Linked DNA regions of Mus musculus: all the other regions are linked to region 6. The links are chromatin contacts, called in public HiChIP or PLAC-seq and promoter capture Hi-C maps. All regions are on one chromosome and are shown on one strand. Each heading gives the region's core, a stretch centred on a gene start, on an enhancer-like site or on the middle of the called end of the contact. The rest is flanking DNA. Distances are from core to core; before and after follow the strand shown.

Region 1 (3,509 bases), core at 600-3,099, 1.7 Mb before region 6:
TTGAGACCTGTTCAGAATGATGAAATAGCAGTGAACATCACTGTTACTAACAGTAGGCTTGACCATCATAGTAGTTACCCCAGTATGGTCAGAATGTTCCTGGCAGTGGAGTGTGGGCTAGAGATAGCATTGCAGACTCCTATTCTGCAGCAGTTTGAAGGGTTCTTCTCAGAGAGTTGGAACTCATGACTTTACCACAGGAAAGAATTTAAGGTTTAGCCAGTAAGAGGCAGAGATAGAGTTTAGTAGAAAGTTATTTTAATGTAGATTTAATCATAGTGATAAGAAGACTGTAGCCCAGGAAAGGGAAGGGGAGACAGATTGTCTTTTAAGAGCCAACTATCCACTTTTGGTAGGCTCCGAAGTTGTATCTTAAAGGACTGTCATGGTTTTGAGATCATCAGGTGGCTTCTAAGGTGCACTCACTGGATTAGATCACAGCTGATCACAAGGGTTGTATAAAAAGTAAGGCTGCTTTTCTGTAAAGTTAATAGTCTTTTTTTTTTTTTTTAAATGAGATCTCCTAGAAGGAATCTGGTATAAGGGTAAGACCATACTTAATATTATACATGGCTGGGCTTAAGCATGATTCATTGCTATCTTAACATTCTTTATCTGAAACTATCTCTACATAAAAGGAATATTATCTCTACACGGGAAACCTTCACTTCAAATTTTGGTAACTGCGCAGGATTCCTTGACTCCCACAAGATCCCTACCAGACACTTAAGCAGACTCAGGAGTGAGGGTTCCTTTCCCTTCCAAAGTATCCTTAATTTCCCTATCTTTCTATCCTGTGTCAAAAAGAGACAGACCATATGGAATCAGCTTCCTGAGCTGCCTCCAAAGCTGAAGGTGAGATGCTACACTGAGGCTTCGCAGCTGGGGAATGGAAGCCCACCTGACCCCAGCCCAGAAAGGAAGCTCTGACGACTATGAAGAAAACCTGGTCAGTGGCACGGTGGCAAGTCAAGGTTATACTAACCTGAACTTGGTATGGCAAGACAGACTATACAAAAACCCTAAGTCTCATGGACACGAAGTGAAGTTATGCATCCTCACAGCAGGGAAGAGATACCCAGGAGCCTCAGGTTGCCATGGAGATCTGGGCAAGCAGAACACATCACATCTTCTTAAAAGCATCACAAACCATAGCCTCCACTCCACCACACAGTGTAATGTGTCATTTACAGAGGAACAGGCAGGGAGAGGGCTGCCAGAAGCAGTAGTTTATCTTTTCTGAGAGAATATTTCCCCCGATGAAGTTGGAACTATTGGAGGAGATTAAGGAGACTAAGTGTTAATTGAATTTCGTTCATTTGTTTCTTCCGTTAACTAGTGTAGTTGAGACTAACACAGAGGGCCAGGGAAAGTGCAGGAAGAACGCTCATTTTCTTTTCAGTCTGAGTTACAGTGGGAGTTAAAGTTTATAAGCCTGCTACAAAGAATGGCTCCGCAGAACAGAAAATATAACGAGAGGGAACAAATGTTGTCAATCGTATAGAAAAATGAAAAGAAACCATATGTAAAATAGCCAGGAAAATTAAAGGGAGGAGATGGAATTACCCAAGACCAGCAGAAGAGGGCCTGACATCTTCATGGTGTCTACTTACATGGGAAGCTCACTTAACACCAGAGACTTTGTAAGACACTTAATGCCAGTGCTCCCTAGCTGTTACAGAAATATATGTAGTTGTTGAAAGGAAAAACAAAAACCCAAATACAGTGAGTAGGATGGGGAAAGAAATGACAGCTACAGAGGGAGAATAACAATTTCTGTGTCTCAGTGGGCTGTTCCAGGGCCACCCACACCTTCATTTGTCAGATTGTACTGTTCTTTCTCCCCATGGTACTCCCTCCCGGCTCTGGTCTGGAGGGTGGTGGGTGGAGGGAGAACAGAGTATGGCTATCCCCCCACCCTTCCCAGCTCTCCAACTACCTCAGCTTATTTCACCCTTGCCTGAACACGCCCACAGCCTCACTGTGCAAAAGCCCCTTGCACGTTGACTTAGACAACTGTGAAGGCTTCCTGACTGATTCTGTTCCCTGATCCGTGTCATGTGTCTTGGCCAGAGCCATCACCCCAAAACCTGGGTGTTGCAGTTCCATCCTCCCACACACCTTCATAGTCTCCACTTTGAGATGGAGCTTGTAGGCAAGGCTCTTCAGAAGATTGTAGGAGCTTTTCTACCTCCTATCCCAAGGGTTATTTTTTGAAGCTTTGTAGCGACTATACAGCACCCTAATTTGCTTTTATAGAATCTATTATTTTGATCATTCACCAATCAAGACATAGAGATAGTTTTCTTAGTTAGGGTTACTAACAAAACACCATGACTAAAAAGCAAGTTGTGGAGTCAATGGTTGTTTGTTTGTTTGTTTGTTTGTTTTCCTCCTTTTTTCTTTTCTTTTGGTTTGGCTTACACTTCCATATCTTCTACACTGCTGCTCACCACTGAAGGAAATCCGAACTGGAACTCAAGCCCAGTAGCATCCTACAGGGGTGCTGCTTCCTGGCTTGCTTCCCCCTATTTTGTTCAGCCTGCTTTCTTATAGAACTCAGGACTGCCGGGCCAGCGATAACATCATGCATGAAGGGCTGGGCCCTCCCCCACTGATGACTAACTGAAAGAAGGTTTTATAGCTCCATCTTATGGAAGTATTTCCTCAGCTGAGGCTTGTTCTTCTCTGATAACTCTAATTTGTGTCAAATTGCCAAAAAAGGGGGGAGGGCAACACAATTGTGAAATAGGAAAGAGAAAAAATATAATGAACATAGTCACATGATAAGGCCTGGTGCTATCAAGTGGGACCTCACAAGTATCATAGTATCATGCTAAAAACAGCTGTATCTATGGTCCCTAGAAAAGAGGCTTAAGACTTTTTCTCTGGGACTGATTAGATGGAGAAAGGCACTTGCTAAGGAATTAAATTTGAGCTTCAGACCCTATACAGTGGAAGGTGAGAACCTTCTCTGGCAAGTTGTTCTCTGATCTCTACAACTATACTGTGACACACACACACACACACACACACACACACACACACACACACACAAACACCCACACCCCATATTTAAAACAACCCAATAGGCCATTACAAATGTACAAGGGACAGGCTAGCCAAAAGAAGGATGTCTTTGCTAGTCTTCATGTGTGCTAATAAAAAGAAAGATAGAAATACTGGGTTGAGAGTAGACAGGTGAAACACACACACTCGACTCTTCAGTGTTCTTGAAAGGTAATTTATATATAATAAGTCTGTCAGCTTTAGGTGCACACTTCAATGAGCTTAACAATGAGCCACCTACATAACCACCGCCCCATCATGCAGAACGCTCCATCACCCTGAGCTACATTCCTGCCCCTCAGAACCTAATTTCTTTTCTCTCAAGCACTGATCTGTATCTATCACTCCAGTTTTGCCCTTTCTACCATTTGTTTGGTCAGAATCTTATTCTCTATATTCTTGTATGCTGGGTATCTTTCCCTTGCTGTGATCTTATTGAC
Region 2 (3,368 bases), core at 425-2,924, 1.9 Mb before region 6:
TTTTCGTGCATCAAACAGCAAGAGGTTCCATCTCTAGAAAGCGCAATATTAAAATCAGGGGGAAAAAAACCCACTTCAGCAAGGACCTTACTTTAATCAAGTTTCTCTTTTTAAGGTCTGACGAACATTAATGCATTTTTTTTTTGCCACCCAAGAACAATCAGCTGAAGAGTCCTCTAGAAAGCCACCCAACTCTATCACCATCTCCATCTTTAGTACTAACCACCAGTCTGAGCCCCAGTATTTGATGCCATAGCCATCAAATGTTAATAAACACCACAAGTTGTTCTCAGCCCTAAAACAACAAAAATTTTAGTTAAATATGCTTACTTAGAAAGCTGCAGTGTTGGCCTTTACTTTTAAAAGTTCATTAAAAAAACAAAACAGATTAAATCTAGATGATGAAATCTTTTTATCATTTGTCCCACTTAAGTTTTAGACTCGACCCATAAACAGAGCCAAGATTGGTGTCTGTCTCAGAAGACCGAAGGAAGCCTACATGTAGCAGAGGCGTCATGTTTGTATCGTTTTCTGTTTTGGAGGTCAGGCACAAAACATGGTGCCATTATCCTAGAGTTTCCCCGTAATCAAAAGTCTGAAAGGTGCTATTAGTAGGTAATTTCTCTCTCAAATGCCAGCCCTGGAGAATCGGTGTGAGGCCCTCCTTATTATTTTGAAAATCAAAGTTGAGATTTGGCAGCTGAATGCATGATATGTGTGTGTATGGGGAGGGGGGGGTGTCTATCTCAGATTGGTAAGTGGGCCCCAGGTTCTCCCGAGGGACTGATTCTTAGGAGCTGGGAAGGGCTTTGCCAGCCAGGAGGACTGACAGGCACTTCTGCTTTCATTTCACTGACCGCCCTTTGGTGAAATCTGGCTGTGCACTGCACCAAGCACCTTTCTATCTGTCCTAGGCCGGTGGCGGACCTCAGCCTGGCCGCCACCACCCCACCCCAACCCCGCCGCAGGGGCTTGGGTACATCTTTCTAAAACTTTGCAAGAGTTCCTCTCCGCTTCCCGTTCCCGCCCGCGGAGACGCCGAGGGCCCCGCCAGCCGGCCCGCAAGGCCTCGGGGCCGCCCAGTGCGGATGTGCCCTTTCCCCGCAGCCGGGGCCGCTCGATCCGCGACTCCTGCTTGGGGCTCTCCCCTAGTCCCCCCCCGAACCCCGGGAGCTTCGAGCCAGTGGGACCCGCTGCACCGTGGTGCGGAGAGCTGGCGGCTCCGTTCCTCTACCTGCCCCGGGGCTTACCCTGGAGATGCGGCGCGGCCTCTCCTCGCCTGCGGGCTCCCGCTGCGGAGCGGCGCGGACCGGCGGGAGCCCGAGCCGGGTCGGGGCGCGGGCGGGCGGGCGGGCGGCTCAGCGGCGCGCCATGGCTGCGGCGCGGGCGGAGAAGCGCGGGGCGGGCCGGGCGCGGCGGGGCCCTGAGCTCCGGCCTGCGCTGCTAGAGCCGGCCCGCGAGCAGGCCGAGGGCGGCGGCGGCGGCGGCGGCGGCGGCAGGCCGGGGGCGCGCAGGGCACGGGAAGCCGTCAGCGCGCAGCCGGGCTGCTCGGGTGGCGAAACCTCCTCTTCCTGCCCGGCTCGCCTCGGTACTTCTCTCTCGTCCTCTCTCGCTCACTCTCTCACTTCCTGGCTGGAAATTCCCACTGACGTCGAGAGAGAGCAGACAGACGGACGGACCCACGCGCGCGCGCACAGCGGGGGCGGGAGGTGGGGTCGCCTCCGGGGGTGGGGGAAGCCCGCGCGCCCCGACCCGGCGCCCCGAACCCCAAGCCCCGCGGCGGCCGCGACGCCCCCGGGAGGCGCCCGCAGCCCAAGGGCAGGCCCGGACAGCTGGAGGCCACGGGAGACCGGCCTGGTCCCCACGCGCTGGGCACAAAAGTCAATCTCATCTGCTTGTTCCCTCCTCTGGGGGTCTCGGCTACACTCAGATCGCTCCATAGAGCGGACAGGAATTTCGAGATCGTAGCTGAGGTTCTCTCCAGAGAACCATGAATTTATATTGGGTCTGGATGAAGTCTTCAATCCGCTCGATTATTTCAGCCACAGCGCATTGTCCGGCCTGTGTGATCATCGCTGTGGATGGAATTAGAGCGACAGTGAGACCCGCAGTGTTGGTTCACAGCTCATAAATCCTTATCCGGCTCAAGGGAGGTTATTTTTCTGGAGAGGCCTCCCACTGATGACCGTTTGCGAGCATTTGAGCGTCTTTATTCTTTGGGCAAAGTGCCTCCATGGGCCAGGAATGACAGCCTGGGGCTAGGTAGCTCCCAAGTGAGTTTTGACTTAAACCTATTTTAGAGTTCGGGGGTCTCACTACTGAGTTCAAGTGGAAATACAACTTTGAAAGGCCAGGGATCAATCAGGTAGTGAGCATGCAGTTTTATTTTGGTACTTAACCCTCCGCTCAGCGTTCCACTTATGAAGTTATAAAAAACCCTCTCAGTGGGATGTTGTTGAGGGAAACACAGGTGCCCCCCCCCACACTGTATATTAGAGAGTCTTTAAGTGACCTTAAAGAGCCCTGTAATCAACCTTAAAGCTATATCATTAAATTGTAGAGACCGTTTTGCCATCTAGAGTTCAGAGGCTTCCTATAGATGGAAGACAACGATGGTTGTTATTATTTATGGGACATTAGAAATTGTAACCTACGGGCCTGGGAAATGACTCAACAGAGTGGTCGTTGGGATCTTTAGCATTCCTGCAGGTGGGGGTATCTGTAACCTCAGCGGACAGTTGGACCTGGAACTCATTGGATAACTAACAAAGCCAAGCGCTGAGTGACAGAAAGTGACAAACACAGACCTCTGTGAGAGAGAGTGGGGGTGGGGGGGACAGAGGGAGGGGGAGGGGGAGAGGGCAAGAACTGTGTCCTTGTTACTATTTAGCACATTGCTATATAGTATATAAAATGATTCTTTTCCCTGATGATATAAATACAAAGCCTGAAAGCTCTGGTGAAACAACAAAGTATAAAGTGTTTGTCTTTCCTCTGAGGACTAGGTGGGATGGGGAAAACTCTACAGTCTGCAAGGTGGGGCAGTCCCATTGTCAAAGGCACATAAATAAGACTGTTACAAAGGTAGAGGCAATGGGATATACTACTAGAACACAAGTTGAAGACTGTTCATCAGCAAGAAGTATCTAGTTAAACTTCAAGCTCCAAATGATCCCATGGGATATACCTAAAACAGAAGCCTGTGTGGGAAGCAGGTAGACTAGGCTCCTATGTCTGTGGCAACAGAAACCAATGTCAGGGATTTGTTCCTTCACAGTCCTTGCTGCAAGAGGTCTGACATTCAGATGTGGTTGCCAAGGCCACACTCCACAGAAATCCTTTGCCTGGCCCCTGCCTCTGGTGGCTGC
Region 3 (3,095 bases), core at 376-2,875, 1.7 Mb before region 6:
AAATACTATGAGATAAGAGGAACAATAGCATATCTAATGGGGATGAAGCAGAATATAGTATAGTATAGTATAGTATAGTATAGTATAGTAAGGGCTAACGGAAGTAAACAGAAATGCGTGCCTGAGGGTGAAACCCACCGGGTTGAATTCCTTAAAATTTGAGGTGTAGACAGCTGTATATGGGAAGAGAGTTGAGGAGAGAACGCATCAAGCCAGGTACATTCTATCTGGCTGTGTGACCTTTCGATAGTTTTACCGTGGATGCCGCAGAATACTAGGATTCCTCAATACCTGAAGCAAAACATTGATTGGTACGATCCAGTCCCAAATGAAAGAAATGCTCAGCTCCTGTGCAGAAACCCCAGACGAGCATTTCAGGATTCACCACAAGATGGCGACAGCCATTTAATAATGTGTCTTCTAGTTTCCAGAGATGAACGACATGCTGAGAGAAAAAGTAACTGGAAGACAAACGGATTTCACCTTCTTCATGATCCAGAATGCAGGGATGTTAACCGGCTTCACTGCCATCCTGCTCATCACCTTGTACGCAGGAGACATCGAATTGCAGTAGCCGGAAGTGGAGTATAACGTCAACGCGGGAAGGCATTTAATAACAACACAGAAACATCTCCATAGGGATTTTTGTTTTTTTAAAAGTATATCCTATTTAGTTAAAAGAGATTTTTTTTTTATTATTTTCAACTAAAGGCTAAGGAATCTAATGACTGGTTTCAGATATGTAGAATAGGTGAAATTTGTTGTTAAAATTTTTCCTTAAAAGGTTTTCGGTTTCAGACTGCAAAGGCTGGTGTATGGGGCCTTTGGTAAATACCTGGTTTTCAATATTTTATGCATATTAGAAAATTATCATGAAGCAAACACGTGCATTCACAAGCAGACATACAGATCCAGAGAAAAACACAATCTGGGTCATGTAAGGTTTCAGAACTTGCTTGGGTAAACAACAACAACAACAACAACAACAACAACAACAACAAAAACCTCAAGCGTTTTCAGAGTGGTTTTCTTCCAATTAATGTGTTTGACTGCTTTTAAAGGCAGGTGCATCAAATGAGGAAGAAAATCAAGACAGACAGCTCCAGTGCATGCAGGACCGATCCCAGTGCCTTAACGAACCCCAGAAAGATAGCGCACAGCGTTTGTTCAGCTTTATGTCTCAGTTGGCGACCTGTAGGATTGTTTTGAAAGCTAATACAAAGTAACATGAATTAGGAAAGGATGAAAGGCTTGCTAGCCCAGCAAGGCTTGGGCTCAGGGCTTGGTCCCTGAGTTATAAGCTTGAACACACCCTGCAGAAGACCAGAATTGCTTTGCTATGATTTATGCTGTGGTTCCAGCCAACAGAAATGCCTGAGGAGTATGCGAGACTGGTTAGAACTCAGTCTTGCCATGCTCTGGGATTGCTTTGTCATGGTGGAGAATATGTTGGGTGGGAGAGAGAAATTGAATGTAATTGTGAGCAATTTACTTTTTAAAAGATGAGCATAATTATTTAGCAGGGGGAATTTCAATAAATGCAAAAATCACAGCTGGGCTGGGCTGTGTCAGAGACTGATGGTGGAGGAGGCATGTGCTCATTAGGGGTGATTGACAGTCAGCAGAGACGGCTTCTTTTATGTGCAGTGTGCTTTGTTCCCATATGGTATACCGTTGGATGGAAAACCTCAGCATACTCTTTCTACCTTTCGTAAAACACACAGCTCACTGAGTGTTTGAGCACGTTGTAGACGATCAGTCTGAATTGAACATCCTAATTTCAATTCACACTCCCAAGTAACTTAAAAAAAAGATGATTTGACAGTGATGAGAATTAGTAATAGAAGCCAAGTTATCTCAGGAATTATGTTTTCCTATAAGCCCAAACACATTTTCATGTAATAACAGTGCAGATTTGATAAACTTTAACATATATGTTTATGTGTATTCTCACTTTATGACTGACAATTAAAAAATATTATTTGACCAAACAGTAAAAGCTTTTGAAACCATGTACCGTGTCAGTTATTTTTCTCTTAATATGTCTTTATTTTGAGTGACATCATGTGGCTGGTGTTATGAGAAGAGAGGCAAGTAGAGAACTGATGTTGTATTATTTTAAAAATATCTAGCAAAAAAATCCTACAAAGACTAATTTTTCATTTCAATAAACACAATCTATATTAGTATAACCTTTCGTTTCAGTGCTTAACAATCCTTGCTTTTTAAAAGTATATGCTGTGGGCTGGAGATATGGCTCAGTGGTTAAGAGCACAGACTGCTCTTCCAGAGGTCCTGAGTTCAATTCCCAGTAACTACATGGTGGCTCACATTCATCTGTAATAGGATCTGATGTCTTCTTCTGGTGTGTCTAAAGACAGCTATAGTACATTCATATATATATAAAACATTAAAAAGTACAGATTGTATGTATTTTTAATGAAATGACTTATGGAAGAATATTTTGAAAAGATAGTTTAGTGATTCTCAGTGTACATGCAGATTGACTCTTTGGCCTGCTTTTTGTGGGTCTGGCTCTCCATCCTTTCCCTTTACCATGGAGAATGAAGGACTTTGGGTGACGATGACTTAAAGACAAGAGGCAATTGTTTGTTGGAGGCAGAAGGAAAGTCGGGATGGCATTTACTTTATCCTGATTAACTTTCTTCAAGTGAGCATAATCCTGCCAACATACTTCCTATGGAGCATTTGCCATATAATCTTAGTTTTTTGAAGAAAAAAGGATTTATTTCATTTTGAAGATTACAAACCATCACTGAGGGAAGTTAGAACTGGTACTCAGGTAGGAACTCAAACAAAACACGTGGAGGGACATCGCTTACTTTCTCTTTTCCTGGCTTGTTTGGCTCACTTTGGTAGCAGCTCTCTAGTTAGACTTGTTTACTCAGCAAGATGGAAATCATGCCTACTATGGCAAACTTAGCTAGCCACTGAGTAGTGGATATTGGAGGAGAACCTACAACCACCATTTTATTAAGACAGCATAATCATTAGATTTTAGAGATGCTACCAGAATAAATAAAAAATACTGTATATTACTCATTGCTAAACTTTAAAGAATATGTATTAATTCC
Region 4 (3,195 bases), core at 170-2,669, 1.6 Mb before region 6:
TTTGTTTGTTTGTTTGTTTTGTCTGAGACAGAGTCCTTTTGTGTAGCCCTGGCTGTCCTGGAACCTGCTCTGTAGAGCAGGCTTGCCTCAAACCCACAGAGATCTGCCTGCCTCTGCCTTCCAGTGCTGGAGTTAAAGGCACACACCACCACTACCCGACTTTGCACTACTTTTAAAACTTCCTTATCAATTATTCTTTTCATTCCCAAATAAATTATCTTCCATTTTAGGACAATTTTATTTATGTTCCTAGAACCTACCAGGCTAACCCAGCCAACTCTCAGATGGCAGACACTTTTATCTTTTCTTACTGAGTTTTGGAACTACTTAGGAAAATCCTCTAGGGAAGAGATTGGGAGTATGTAGTGAGAGTCTCCCATGAGCAACCCCCTGAGCTCTTTGCTTATCATATTCCATTTGCACAGGGGTCCTCTTTGGTCTTCAGGACAGCTACACATTTAGTTCAGTGGCCATGGTTATTGTCTCTCAAACATAAGGTGTTCTTTCCCTTTTTGCTTAATTTTTATACTAGTCCACCAAGCAGGTAAGCATCATTGTGCTTATTTAGATAGCATTGAAACTAGATATTCAGAGTGGGAAGCTACATTTGGTGATCTGTTAAAAGACATATTAAATCCTGTGGCAGAGTGCTTGTTACCATGTGTGAGGCCCTGGACTTAATTACTAGTACTTAAAATTAAAAAGCACCCTCCCACCAAATCAACACCATCATCACCAAAAAAACATGTTCTACATACCTAATTTAGATGTTTCTATTTTATTACTTGTCACAGTGAAAATTTTTTTATCCTTTTAATAGCTAGTCATCTCTGCATGAGGTAGTTCTAACAAGATCAATACAATTTCATCAACATATAATTCATAAGAGGTAATAAATATTAAAGCAAAAATATACTTAAGTGCCCTATGAATGTGCAATCTTAGTTTAAAAGATAATTTGTCAACATGTTCATGCAAAGCTGGTGGTAAGTCAAGTGTGGCTTGGTAAGTGGCGAGACAAGGGACTAAATACTTAGTTTTTACTTAATTACAGAGGCAACATTAATCACCATCAAAGTAAGTATTTAAGCTTCATAAAAATGCAGAGGAAGAAACTCTTTCTCAATGGCCTGTGACTATTACCTTAACTATGCATGCTTATGTTCCTGTAGGCTGGCAGGTCCTCACTCTTAATAAATTGTAAGCAGTATTATTGAAAGTGCAGAATGGAATTAGCATGGCAGTTTCTTTATGTGCATCCAAATATACACACATATGGAGGAGTAGAACAGCCATGCTCTCTGGTTAGAATTTTCATGGAGATATTGAAACTATTATCATTTCTCAGAGTAAATAAGGACACGTTCCCCAGTTTTAAAAGACAACAGACTGAGCCTGAGAGTGTTATGGGATCAGTTCCAAAGCACTGGTATTTCATAATCAGTGAGGACATTTGCATAGAATATTGGGTCTATTAGTACTGTACTTATTAATTCCTATTAGTGCAGAGGCATTGATAAGTTAGCGTAGGAGATGAAGGAAAGGAACAAAGCTTCATCTCTAAGTTCACATAATGTCCTGATTCTAGAGGGACTGTAAGACTCTGTGGTTCCAAGTTGTATGTACGTACGTACGTATGTATGTATGTATGTATGTATGTACGTACATATTTGGTTATTTTATTCAATATTTTAAATGTTGTCCCCTTCCCATTTTTCCCTCTGGAAGCCACCTTCCCTCCCCTGCCTCTATGAAGGTGCTCCCTCACTCACCCACCTACTCCCACCTCACTGCCCTAGCATCTCTCTATGTTTTCCAAACTATTCCCCGCACTGCTTTCCTGTGCTGTCTTTTGGTCAGCACAACATCACTGGAGTAATTTTCTTCATGGTCTCCTCACATCTGAGCCCACTGTATTCCTTCTTTCTGAGAGTAGCTAACTGATTCTGACCACTGGGAACCTGAAGTTGCTTGGTTATAATCAGATATTGATACCATGGAAAACTGAGGAAACAGATGTGTAAGATATACACAACTGACCCATGTTCAAATGACACGTGTGTTGATTTAGATTACATTGAATTATGGAAAGAATAATAATGACCTTACAGTCGGAAAGAGTTGCTTATATTTTCCTGTCCCACCACTTGACTTGTGAGTATGGGCAAGCTTTGTTTCTAAATTGCATTTGCCTAATGCATTCACTGTTGTGTAATGCAAACACCAGTAAGGGTGGTTAGTGACTAGTAGATACCAGGCATTAAACACTAAGTAGTTAAGTTTCTGCAGTGAAAGGATGCTGTCTTACTTCTGCATGCTTTCCCCTGATGGCATCATCCCACAGTGTCATTACAAGATACGCACAGCTGCGTATTTCTGTGTATGCCTATCCTTTGCTTAGTTTCCAAGTTTTCAGTTAAGGCATCTCACTGTTGGAGAGTAGTGCTTGAATTCCTTTGCCGGCTTCCTGCAGTGCACCAGACAGTGCAGCACCACAGCAGAGCCAGCTCCTGTTTATTGGGTTTTGAAAATGTTTGGGAAATTTATGACAGCAGTAAGTCTTAGGAGCTTCACCTTTGCAGTAGAACAAAGGGGGTTCTGCCCTGTGGATGTCTGTTTTGGCTTCTCTGTTTTAGGGTGTTCTTCCCATGCCCTTTGTGCAGGTTATCCTTGGGATGGACCTCAGAGCTCTGAACGATACCTTCTCAATGGCCTCCATCCTCACCTTATGGCACTGAGCCTTATTTTATTGGCTGGGGTTTTGAGTATCAAATCTGTCTCAAAAAGACTTCTGAGTGTAGCGTCATTAAAGCCCTCAGTATTATTAACTTTTAATCTCTTTTAACCTTAACCTTTAACTTCCCGGTCTAATAGTAATTTCCAAGCTTATTAAACTATTAAATCCTTTCCTAGAAAGTAAACGTTGGCTTGTTGCTATAGCAACCATAGCTTTATGTGTCTTTGCTTCTGTAAACCGTGGTCTTGGTCAAAGCTCCCTCAGAAAATTCTTACTGATGCTTCTCATTAACTAATTACAATTTCTCACTTCTACCTAACATTTCCTCAACTGCTCTTATTTTGTTAGAATTTCACAGAGGGTGAAGTTGGCATTGTTCTGTGCATGATAACCTGCAGCTATGCCTTTGCCCGGAAGAGTAGAACAGATTTAAGACAGGAGATAAAACCAGGAGCATT
Region 5 (3,138 bases), core at 595-3,094, 1.9 Mb before region 6:
GCTTCCATGTGTGCATATGTGTGCATATGCATGTATATGTGTGCATATGTGCGTATATGCATGTATATGAATCTCACTAACACACATACACAGGTATATAAACACACACAATGAAGGTGCAGATTCATTGTTTGGATTTTCTGGGACATCTTCAAATGACCACATTACCACATGGAGGCAACCGTCCTTCTGCGGTTACCCTGACTCGACTTAGTACTTGCCCACTGCAATAACAATTGTATCTATACTTTGTTGAATATCTGTTATGAGCCATATACTTCAAATTTATCTTACATACCGTAGGTCACTCAGTTTTATGTTGACTCTATAGCGCATCTTAACCTCATGCCGTAGATGAGGGAATCCAGCTGTGGAGAGAAGGCTAGATAGTTTTCCCTAGTTCATAATGTTACAGAGAACAGTAGAGCATGAATTCAAAACAGCTTAGCCTGGCTCCAGCCCCATGGTTTAGCTACTAAGGTTTTATTAGGAGTCCACATTTACCCATTTCCATGTACATTTTGTCCAGTTAGGTGCTGAATTCTTCTTATCCAGCTCACTGGAGTTGGTTTCCAAAGAGTCCTGTTAATGAATGAATGGGCTTCTGCCAAGTTTGTTCCACTATTTGCTTTACAAAGTTACGGTGTAACTCTGACAAACAAAACATAACAAAACCCAACAAAACAAAACAAAACAAGAATCTGTGGAGGCCTAAGACCAAGAACTCTGTTTTGGTTTTCCTTTGATTTTCTTCAAGTCACGGTCCACAGATGATTGAGTGACGTGCTTTCAGGCTAACTTTTGTCCCTTCTCTGCCCTAACAAAATAGTAGAAACAGAATGACAAACAATTAATATGTATTTCCTCAGTGTTTGGAGGTTGGATGTCTATGACATGTGGCTAGGCTTCTTTCCCTGGCTTGTAGATGGCCGGATCACTTCTTATGGCAGCCCTACTGTGTGGTTATGGCCATTGTCACTCTCTTACAAGGACACCACAGGAAAGGGAATATAGTAATAAAGTATCCATGAAAACAGAACAATCAGAAATCTTATTAAAATAGGGCCCCATGCTATTGGAGATTGAATTTTGATGACCACTTCAAACCCCCAGTTTCCAAACATAGTAGTATGAGAGGTAAGGTTCAGCTTAGGGATCTGGGAAGGATATGTTCTTCCCAGGTGATAACTGATGGTGTGTAGGTGATGGAGAGAGAGCCAAGTAGCTCTTAACGCCAAAGGCAAGGCTCTGAAACAGAAATATCCAAGTGTCGTTGCGCTTGCACTCGACCGTACAGTCCAAAGTCATGAGGTTGAGTCGTAGCTCTGGATTTCCACCAATGAATGGCATGGTTCTGTAAGCCGCCCACCCTTGTAATCATCCAAAGCAAAGGGGATATAGTAATAAAGTGCTTATGAAAACAGGGTGAACACAAAACTTGTAATACACTAATGCTTGATGCACGGTAATGCCTAGTAAGTTTTATTTATTCATTCATTATTTTTGAGACAGGGTTTTTTTGTGTGTAGCTCTGGCTGTTTCTGGAACTCAATTTGTAGCTCTGTAGACCAAGGTAGCCTCAAACTCTCAGAGATCCACCTGCCTCTGCCTCCCAGGTGCTGGGATTAAAGGCGTCACCACCACCGCCTGGCTCTGATAAGTTTTGGTTGGGCACCCTTTCCATACTCCTTACTTATTTTCTGTTATAAAACATGGCCTTTTAGCTCTGTATCAGTTTCACAACAGTCTGCTCTGTGAGCTTCCTTCACTCTCAACCTATGCTGATCTCGACTCAGTATTTCAGCTCCACCTGCCCCGAGGGTTGCCATTTCTCTGACACATACTTCTAGACTCTTCAGAAAAATTTCTCAAATAGCTGAATCCATCTCAAGTGTCCTGTTTCTGGTGGCTTGCTTAGATGACTGATGTGGTAACAAATAAATGTGATGGCTCTCAGAGAGCCTCCTCTCAATCTGTGCAGAATACAGGGCAACACGTATTTAAAATGCTTTTGCTATTTTAAAACAACGCTATGTTTTAAAAAAGCTTTTGCTTCCTTAGCCTTGTTCTCACACACCTAAGAATTCAGCCCATCTGACAAGCAACCCTCATTAAGTAAAAAAAAAAAGTAGGGAATGAGACATAGGTGAAAGGTCACTTTCATGGGGTGATTGCACCTGCCCTATGCTGACAGGATGTGTCCCACTCAAACTCACGTACGTTTGGAGAGAGCATTTTTAACTGAGTAAACTTAAAATGGATAATATTATAAAGAGTAAAGGTTATGATAAAATTGAAAACTTGGTGCCTTCAAAATTGTATGTTCTAGAATGTTCCACGATGCCCGTTACTCAATTGTGTCAAGGCCATGAGAATCTCCAGATGTTGACTCAGGCTGCCTGACCCTCAATTTCCAATATTTCTGTTATTACAATGGGGGTAATGGGGATAGCCCCATTTTTCTCACTTTAAAAATAACCGAGAGTCAAATACAACATGCAGCAAGTTCTATAAAACTTGCAGGTGCTGTCTCTGAGATGTCCTTTCACTCACCTGCCTGGTATCAGCTCACCTTTAAGGATTAGACTAGGTATCACCTCTACTGCCCTATCATTTTTCCTTATCATAATTCTCTGCTACAAGATATGGGAAGTTTTTCTACATACAGCCACCAAGGCTGAGATGGATGTCAAAAGAGTTTAGATAATTTTCTCACATCTTACAGGTAATGGTTAACATGTATTTTTCTAATTTAGAATTACCCATCCCCACATCTACTAGGACACAAAGCCACCTTCTTCTTCTTCTTCTTCTTCTTCTTCTTCTTCTTCTTCTTCTTCTTCTTCTTCTTCTTCTTCTTCTTCTTCTTCTTCTTCTTCTTCTATATACTTCTCCTCAGTGAACTTTAGTTAGATGAGCAAGGGTTCAGTCTTGACTCTGTAGACGCCTACCACTCGAACTTCAACTTGAAAAGCCTTTTTATGTTTAGGAGTTGGGAATCACATAATCTGTTGCACACAGTCTGAAAGACCAGTGTTGTAGGGGGTCCAACAAGTTATGGGTGCTTAGAGTGGGTTGATTACTGTGACATTTGTTATTACTAATGTCATTGTCATTCCTGCAGAATAAACCATAAGG
Region 6 (3,051 bases), core at 350-2,849:
ATGCCTAAATACCCGAGTGGAAATGCTGCATTTTCTCTATTCTACCCACGTCCATTCTGATCACTTACTATCATAACACTAATAACATTCCTTGAAGCAGGGAGGACGCAGCTGTCATTAACAAGGCTGACTAGATAAGGACCAGCGGCTCTGTAGCAGCTAAAGGACCCATTCTAACCGGCTTAAATGGGATTGCTTGTTTTCCACTTTTGTTATTAAAATAGAAGTGGAAATCTGCTTTCCCCAGCCTATCAGCATCCCGTGCCTGAGCCTGCCTGACCTTGAGCAGTGCAGCTGCTTCGGGAGAGTTAAAAATGGACCTTCAAGCTGGCTTTAGTTTCTGTTGCTCTGCCTGCAAGTGTCCTCCCACTGATCTGTTTATCACACTCTCTTTACCACTTTTGTTGTTGTTTTTCCTTCTGAGAGTTTTTTTAGCCTGGACAGCGGATCCTACTTCTCAAGGCCCTAACCTGCAGGTCCTTCCTTGCACGTGGGGACCCAAAGTGTGCGGGAGTGGTGCTGGAACCTGGCCTTGAATGAGGTTCACCCTCACCCCAAGTATCTCGGTCTCTTCCTTTTCTGATCCACCTCAACCATCTCAGCAACCTCAGCAACCTCGCTGGGAACGCCCACCCATTGCAAACCCTGTGCCACTGGCGCAGGGCAGCAGGAAGGGTGGCTTAGTAAAGTTAGAAGAAAACGTTTGGCATCGTGCTTTTAGTGGTGTCCCAGACCCTCTGTTCCCTCTTGCTCAAGACTCCCCGGAAAGAGTCGCAGAGCTTATCCTAGCAGGACAACTCTTTATTCTCATGCCCCACAAGCTTTTTAAAGACCACTAAAGCTTAAACTTCTTCCCAAACAAGCCCACCGGGAACTTTTGCTTCTGGGAATGGCAATTGCTCCTAACTATCCTGCGGCTGGAGCAGGCAACTGAGATCCTGTTAGTGGTTTTGTTTAGTTTCTTGGCACTGGCCCTCTTCAATTCAAGTTCTGTGCCTTTCGAAGCCAGGTCTTAGAACAGGGCCAGGCTCGCCCTGGCCGCGGAGAAAAACGGTTTAGTCACAGATGTAGTATCCCCAAAGATGCCCCATTGATTCCTGAGTGCAGCTGAAGCTAGAGAGCCCTTACCACATCCCGACCACCTGCGGGGAGACTGGGTGCGGACTGGAGCTGATGGGTTAGAGTCAGAACATGGGCATAAAGGATGCTCACAGAGCACAGTGTCAACTAAGCCAAATACTTATTCAGAATGACACAGCAAAGTTTTGGGTCATGCCTAACAGGACCTGGAGCTTCTAGCTGCTTGAAAAGTTCCATAGCCAAAACCTGAGCAGTCTGAGCCTGGAAGCAGGCAAGCTGTGGGCAGGGGCTCACGCCAAAGAATCTAGGTTAGTGGCCGAAGGGAGATGCTCTTTAGGAGGGTGACCAGTGGCCAACTCAGGGTGACCAGTGGCCAACTCAGGAAGCAGCAGGTGTCCGCCCAAGGCGAGGCTGATCACCAACTCCCAGGGGCTTGCCTGGGCCCCTGCCTGGGAAGGAACTGAAAGGTGACCTGACCCTGCAGGGGCGGGCCGGGGCACGGGCCCGAGCGAGTGGCGCAGGTGGGCGTGCCGGCCAGGAGGAGAGGCGGGACCTATAAAGCGCTCTCCATTCGGGAGGCGGAGCGGCCGGGTGCAGCCTGTGCTGGTGGGCGCGGTGGCCCGCAGCCTTCGGCTTGCTGCAGGACTGTGCAGGGGACCACTGTCCAAGCTTCGGACTACTGAGGGGCGCCTGCCTCGGTTTACCCTTCAGCGTCTGGTGAAATCCGGCAGGTGAGCGACCCGAGGAGGCGGGATAGGGCAGGGTCGCTTCCCAGTTGTGCTGACTTTCCAGCTACTTCCAGCCTGTTGGCTTTAGTTGGCGCCTCCGCTCCTAGGGCTTTGTCAACTTGAGTTGCTAAGGCTGGTCCCTCCCTTTGGAAGGGCAGTGCCCGGGCTAGTTCGCCCTGGCGATGCCGGGACTCTGAGGAGCCTGTGCACTTCTTGCGTGCTTTTGCAAACTTCTCACTTTTTCCTCCCAGCGCCTAGGGAAAGATCCGTTCTGCTCCGCGAGGGAAACAGAGCCGTTGACCATGGTTGCAACGGGCAGTTTGAGCAGTAAGAACCCGGCCAGCATTTCAGAGTTGTTGGACGGTGGCTATCACCCTGGGAGTCTGCTAAGTGGTGAGTCTCTGGGCTGTCCACCTCTTTCCTATCCGAAGGTTGCGGGGCCCCTCTCTAGTGTAAGCGTCCCTGCCTGAGTGCGCGAGACTTCATCTCCTCCTAGAGACACAGAGGACTATGAAACCCATCTGAGATCTCTTTCTAAACTTCCTTTGCATTGTCTGCCCACCAAAAACAAACGTAAGGGGAATAATGCGTTGTTCCAGTCTGCTAAGAGGCTCTTGGGGATGAAGTTCCCTATCTCATGGTTGGAACATTAAGTGTACAGGCTGGGTGTGTTTAAAGACATGCGCTTACTTGTGTAGCTAGCACCACCACGTCCGTCCCCCCTCCCCCCCCCCCCCCAAATTCTCCCTTTTCTGTTTGCCACCTAATCCTTCTCTTTCCCGTCTCCAGAAGACCATCCTTCGGCATTTTGTTACCACGTTAGTTTTGCTTTTAGAATGTTAAATAATAAGTGTATATGCTCTTCTCAGTTCGGTTTGCTTTCCCACCGTGTGATGTTGTAGAGTTATACACTTACCTCATCAGTGAGTTCCTTTTCGTTGCTAAGTAAGATTCTATTATGAAATGCACCCACTGTGCATTAATGTCAGAAGAAAACTTGAACAGCCCTGGTTCTACAGGAATCATCATTTGCAACTTGAAACGTCAATTTCTAATCTGACAGACTATTCAACTATGGAAGAGTGGTGTGAGCATATATTAAGTGGCTTAAGCTCTTTAGATTTTCTTCATCTATAAGATAATATTATAATTCTAAATTTGTCTGTCTTCAATGTGGATAAAAATACAGATATGATTTGGAATCTATTTGTTGGAATTTAAAAAATAAAACAAAAAACAAAAA
Region 7 (3,472 bases), core at 347-2,846, 1.8 Mb before region 6:
CCCTCGGTCACCCACCCACCAACCCACTCCTGTCTCACCTCCCTAGCATCCCCCTACACAGGGGCATCAGGCCTCCACAGGACCAAAGGCCTCCCAGGGCTTTAATGCCAGATAAGGAGTCCAGCCTTTTAAAGGATCCACTCGTGCTCAGAAGCCACTTGCTCGTTTGTCACTAAAGCAAAAAGGGAGAAATAGACAATATACTACACTTAAAACTCCACTAAAAAGTTGAAGAGACTTTTTTTTTTTAATCAGAAACTTATCAGCTGGGTAGATGCAAGAGCTCCTTTGTGCTATCAACTTACATTTGGCCCTTTTGTGAGAGGTTTGCCCTTTGAGCATCAGTACCGTTCTGTAAATTAATACCAACATCGGACAGATTTTTTTTTTTTTTTAATTGGAAAGAGTCCAGCCTCAGGATCATTTAGTTCACTGCCTTTCAAGGCAGGGCTTTTTGTCATGTACAGGTGAGTGCTTCTCACCTGGGATCTGTTGATCTGAATTGCTTCCAGTCATGAAGAAATTATTCTCCACATTAAGGCTTGGCACACTTATGCAGAAAACTTCCTCCTGGCAGCTGCCCTGTACAGCTGCCTAATGCCTCTGGTGTGAGACGGAACATATCCCCACCTCTATCACAGGAAAGTCCTTCTGTTGTTCTTGCCTAGGCCCCCATCTTCCTAGAATCCAGCACCCCCGCCCCCGCCCCCCCTCCTGCCACACACACACACACACACACACACACACACACACACACACACACACACGGGGGGGGGGAGAGAGAGAGAGAGAGAGAGAGAGAGAGAGAGAGAGAGAGAGAGAGAGAGAGAGAAAGAGAGAGGGAGAGCGCCAAATTTCTTATGAGTAATAGTTTCTTTTTCCTTCTACCTTGTTTTTCTGTTAGCTGTCTGCCTGTTTTTAAACTTGCTGTTTTTAGGAGGGTAAAACACACACACACACCCATCCTGAAAGGCATGAACAGCACTTTGAATTCTTTTTCTGACAGCCGAGCGGGTTTCACTTTATTTCTTTATTTCTAGATCGTTTCATCCACCGGACACAACCTTTGTCCCCAAACACCACATTCACTTTACACAAACTTGTTGACCTGACACCCAACTCAGCTTTTCTTGAACCTTCGTCTGAGCAAATAAACATTCCTTGTGATCTGCGGATATCCCGAGCGGCGTCAGGAAGGGCCCGCGAGGCCCCTGCTGGCTCAGCTAGCCCACCAACTTGCGACTGATTTGGTTTCCTCTTTCTCCTCTGATTTTTAAGAAGTGAGGCAAAAAACCAATTCCTGTTCATTTTTGAGACAATGCAAGGGGCTCTAGACACCGTTGCAGGAAGCTGATTTCATGGAGGTCACCAAAAAAGTGGGCCGGGACACCAGGAAGGGGGCTAGGGATCCCACCGTGGAGGTGGGCTCCAGGGAGTAGGCACCACAGCGGCTGGGATGGCAGACAGAGAGGTAAGCGCCCCGGCGTGGACGCACTTGGGAGATCAGCCTGGGGGAGTGTGACACCACGTGCTTCAGGGGCGGGGACAACACTCTCCCTCCCCTTCTTATCTCTAAAGGGTGCAGGGCCTGATCTCAGAGTTTCTTAGAGAAAGGAGAGAGAAAGACAGACAGAGAGAGAGAGAGAGAGAGAGAGAGAGAGAGAGAGAGAGAGAGAGAGAGAGAGAGAGAGAAGTATTTTGAATATATTTGAACCTCAGGGGCTGACATAGACAGTAGAGGTGAGAGGCTAGCAACTTCTCCGTTTCAACTTGCCAAGCTCACAGCCAGTTGTGCAGAGAGGGTCCAGCGTAGACGCGGGAACCTGGGGACCCCGAGGGAGTGTTTCTCTGCAGATTTTTGGGGGGTGGGAGCTTCAGTCCCGACCCTTCCACGTTTCTGCGGCGGGAAAAAAAAGCCTCAAGACAGGAAGAGGAGTTGGGGTTGCACAGTCAGAGGATTTAGTTCCCCGAAGTGTGGCGCGGTTGGGGCTTTATATCCGGGACAAGCGAGAGTCACCACACTGTAAGCAAATCCTGGGGCTTCAGCAAACCAGGCTCCGGGCAGCTGGCCCCACGCCCGGCTCGGAGTTCGAGACTCTGGCCACTCAGAGCTCTGGGGCCCGCAGACTGCTGACCCAGTGCCCTTTATCTCTGTCCCCCTTTGTTCCTTTTATCTCAGGCTCCGCAGGAGGCTCCGAGAGGCCACACTGCCTATCGCCCTTCTGGCTGTTCTACCTCTTCAATGCCCCGAAGGTCTGAGACTGCAGAGCGGGGGCACGGAGTGTCTCGCTAACTGGGCCAGGCAGTGACGCGGGACCGGCGCACCCTCCCACCCCCACCCTAACGGCACTGACACCGGGGCACCGGCGCGGGTCCCTGCATCAGCTAGCTCCGGAGCTGCGCGCTCCACGATGGCTCCGGGCCGGGCAGTGGCCGGGCTGCTGCTGCTGGCGGCCACCAGCCTGGGACACCCCTCGGAGGGACCGGAGCTCGCCTTCAGTGAGGATGTGCTGAGCGTGTTCGGCGCCAACCGGAGCCTGTCGGCCGCGCAGCTGGGGCGCCTGCTGGAGCGTCTGGGGGCTGCATCCCAGCAGGGAGCGCTGGACCTGGGCCAGCTGCACTTCAACCAGGTAAGGGTGGCCCCGTTCTCTGCAGTTTTCTCAGATTCCCATCCCCAGAGCAGTAGCACCAGAGAAAGGATTTCGTGAAGTTTTTCAAGTTTGAAGCGGTCATTTGATCCTCACCGGTTGGTTCACCGGGCATTAAGGGACTTGAGTTAGAGATCTGGCAAGCCAAAATGAGAAGTTGAGCTACCAGAGGACTTGTTGATCTATAGAAAAACGGATAGGTCTACGAAGTAGTTGAGGGCGGAAACTCACCCAAGATATGAACTTTAGATAGGAATGGTATATTTAATTCTTAAGGAAAGAGCCATTTACTTAACTTACACATTCAGCAGTAGGAACCTGTCACCTGCGGTCCTTATCAGTTTCAGGGTGAGTGACCACTCCCATTTAAAAACACTCTTGTGAATATTGCATAAGGCCGTTAGGGCTGAAACAGCACACCTTACAGATGGGGAAACTGTGGACACCTTAAAACTCAGATCACCCCGTGATTACTGGTTCAGTTGGTGCCAGCCTGGGGTTGGAGTCATTTTCTAGTCACGTCATGTCATGTGTTTAACTCTAAAATTCATTCAAAATAACAAAACGTACATTTTTTTCAGTACATGCGTACCTAGTCATGTACTAATGCCTCAGGTTTAAGGGTGGGCTTGAACTTTATAGAGTAATTAAAAATCACATTTGTCTCAGGGCTTGGGCTATCATCTGGTGATGGAGACCGCAAGTTCTAATCCCCAGCCCAGCAAGCCATTAGAGGTGGCAATTAAATCAATACTTCATTCTACACGTTCTTGCTTACCTACACGCTAACTAGCAGATGGGGCAGTTCATATAGAGTTTATCAT

Evidence for each region. Promoter capture Hi-C pulls out the DNA fragments that hold promoters and counts their contacts. HiChIP or PLAC-seq counts read pairs in DNA pulled down with a chosen protein or histone mark.
Region 1: a contact with region 6 is called in a promoter capture Hi-C map of hippocampal neurons, with 5 times the contacts expected there. The contact joins the enhancer-like site here to the promoter of Ddit4l in region 6. A contact is called at or near these places in 6 of 39 promoter capture datasets (cranial neural crest, hippocampal neurons, liver and 3 more) and 2 of 9 other capture datasets (adipose tissue and embryonic stem cells).
Region 2: a contact with region 6 is called in an H3K27ac HiChIP or PLAC-seq map of embryonic stem cells, with 6 times the contacts expected there. The contact joins the promoter of Nfkb1 here to the promoter of Ddit4l in region 6. A contact is called at or near these places in 2 of 39 promoter capture datasets (frontonasal cranial neural crest and hippocampal neurons) and 3 of 115 datasets of contacts at active chromatin or transcription factors (astrocytes and embryonic stem cells).
Region 3: a promoter capture Hi-C map of hippocampal neurons shows a contact between it and region 6, with 12 times the contacts expected there. The contact joins the enhancer-like site here to the promoter of Ddit4l in region 6. A contact is called at or near these places in 9 of 39 promoter capture datasets (cranial neural crest, embryonic stem cells, frontonasal cranial neural crest and 6 more), 2 of 484 Hi-C or Micro-C datasets (cortical neurons and nephron progenitors), 4 of 115 datasets of contacts at active chromatin or transcription factors (astrocytes, embryonic forebrain, embryonic stem cells and 1 more) and 2 of 9 other capture datasets (embryonic stem cells and liver).
Region 4: a contact with region 6 is called in a promoter capture Hi-C map of hippocampal neurons, with 5 times the contacts expected there. The contact joins the enhancer-like site here to the promoter of Ddit4l in region 6. A contact is called at or near these places in 9 of 39 promoter capture datasets (the 3T3-L1 cell line, cranial neural crest, frontonasal cranial neural crest and 5 more), 1 of 115 datasets of contacts at active chromatin or transcription factors (astrocytes) and 1 of 9 other capture datasets (liver).
Region 5: a contact with region 6 is called in a promoter capture Hi-C map of the C10 cell line, with 6 times the contacts expected there. The contact joins the enhancer-like site here to the promoter of Ddit4l in region 6. A contact is called at or near these places in 5 of 39 promoter capture datasets (the C10 cell line, embryonic stem cells, hippocampal neurons and 2 more) and 2 of 115 datasets of contacts at active chromatin or transcription factors (astrocytes and epiblast stem cells).
Region 7: a promoter capture Hi-C map of the SN4741 cell line shows a contact between it and region 6, with 5 times the contacts expected there. The contact joins the promoter of Slc39a8 here to the promoter of Ddit4l in region 6. A contact is called at or near these places in 10 of 39 promoter capture datasets (the 3T3-L1 cell line, the HPC-7 cell line, the SN4741 cell line and 7 more), 4 of 115 datasets of contacts at active chromatin or transcription factors (embryonic forebrain, embryonic stem cells, large pre-B cells and 1 more) and 2 of 9 other capture datasets (adipose tissue and liver).

Annotation. Positions count from the first base shown.
Region 1 is chr3:135,970,717-135,974,225 of GRCm38.p6, forward strand. It overlaps the pseudogene Gm16500. Among named protein-coding and RNA genes, the nearest start is that of Gm31243, 71 kb to the left of the region's middle. Within about 2 kb of position 1,850, at least 20 of the 459 cell types and tissues checked have an H3K27ac peak or open chromatin away from gene starts, as enhancers often do. A contact at or near this core is called in hippocampal neurons, where this site is marked.
Region 2 is chr3:135,689,873-135,693,240 of GRCm38.p6, forward strand. Nfkb1 (nuclear factor of kappa light polypeptide gene enhancer in B cells 1, p105) reads right to left here and starts at 1,675. Exons shown (of 25, transcript NM_008689.2): 1 at 1,251-1,675.
Region 3 is chr3:135,886,381-135,889,475 of GRCm38.p6, forward strand. It overlaps Slc39a8 (solute carrier family 39 (metal ion transporter), member 8), which reads left to right. Exons shown (of 9, transcript NM_001135149.1): 9 at 425-2,192. The coding sequence ends at 574. Among named protein-coding and RNA genes, the nearest start is that of Gm31243, 14 kb to the right of the region's middle. Within about 2 kb of position 1,626, at least 25 of the 459 cell types and tissues checked have an H3K27ac peak or open chromatin away from gene starts, as enhancers often do. A contact at or near this core is called in cortical neurons, embryonic forebrain, hippocampal neurons and 1 more, where this site is marked.
Region 4 is chr3:135,988,077-135,991,271 of GRCm38.p6, forward strand. No RefSeq gene overlaps it. Among named protein-coding and RNA genes, the nearest start is that of Gm31243, 88 kb to the left of the region's middle. Within about 2 kb of position 1,420, at least 3 of the 459 cell types and tissues checked have an H3K27ac peak or open chromatin away from gene starts, as enhancers often do. A contact at or near this core is called in hippocampal neurons, where this site is marked.
Region 5 is chr3:135,743,752-135,746,889 of GRCm38.p6, forward strand. No RefSeq gene overlaps it. Among named protein-coding and RNA genes, the nearest start is that of Nfkb1, 54 kb to the left of the region's middle. Within about 2 kb of position 1,845, at least 3 of the 459 cell types and tissues checked have an H3K27ac peak or open chromatin away from gene starts, as enhancers often do.
Region 6 is chr3:137,622,073-137,625,123 of GRCm38.p6, forward strand. It overlaps Ddit4l (DNA-damage-inducible transcript 4-like), which reads left to right and starts at 1,600. Exons shown (of 3, transcript NM_030143.4): 1 at 1,600-1,811; 2 at 2,060-2,201. The coding sequence starts at 2,111.
Region 7 is chr3:135,824,061-135,827,532 of GRCm38.p6, forward strand. It overlaps Slc39a8 (solute carrier family 39 (metal ion transporter), member 8), which reads left to right and starts at 1,597. Exons shown (of 9, transcript NM_001135149.1): 1 at 1,597-1,740; 2 at 2,180-2,630. The coding sequence starts at 2,412.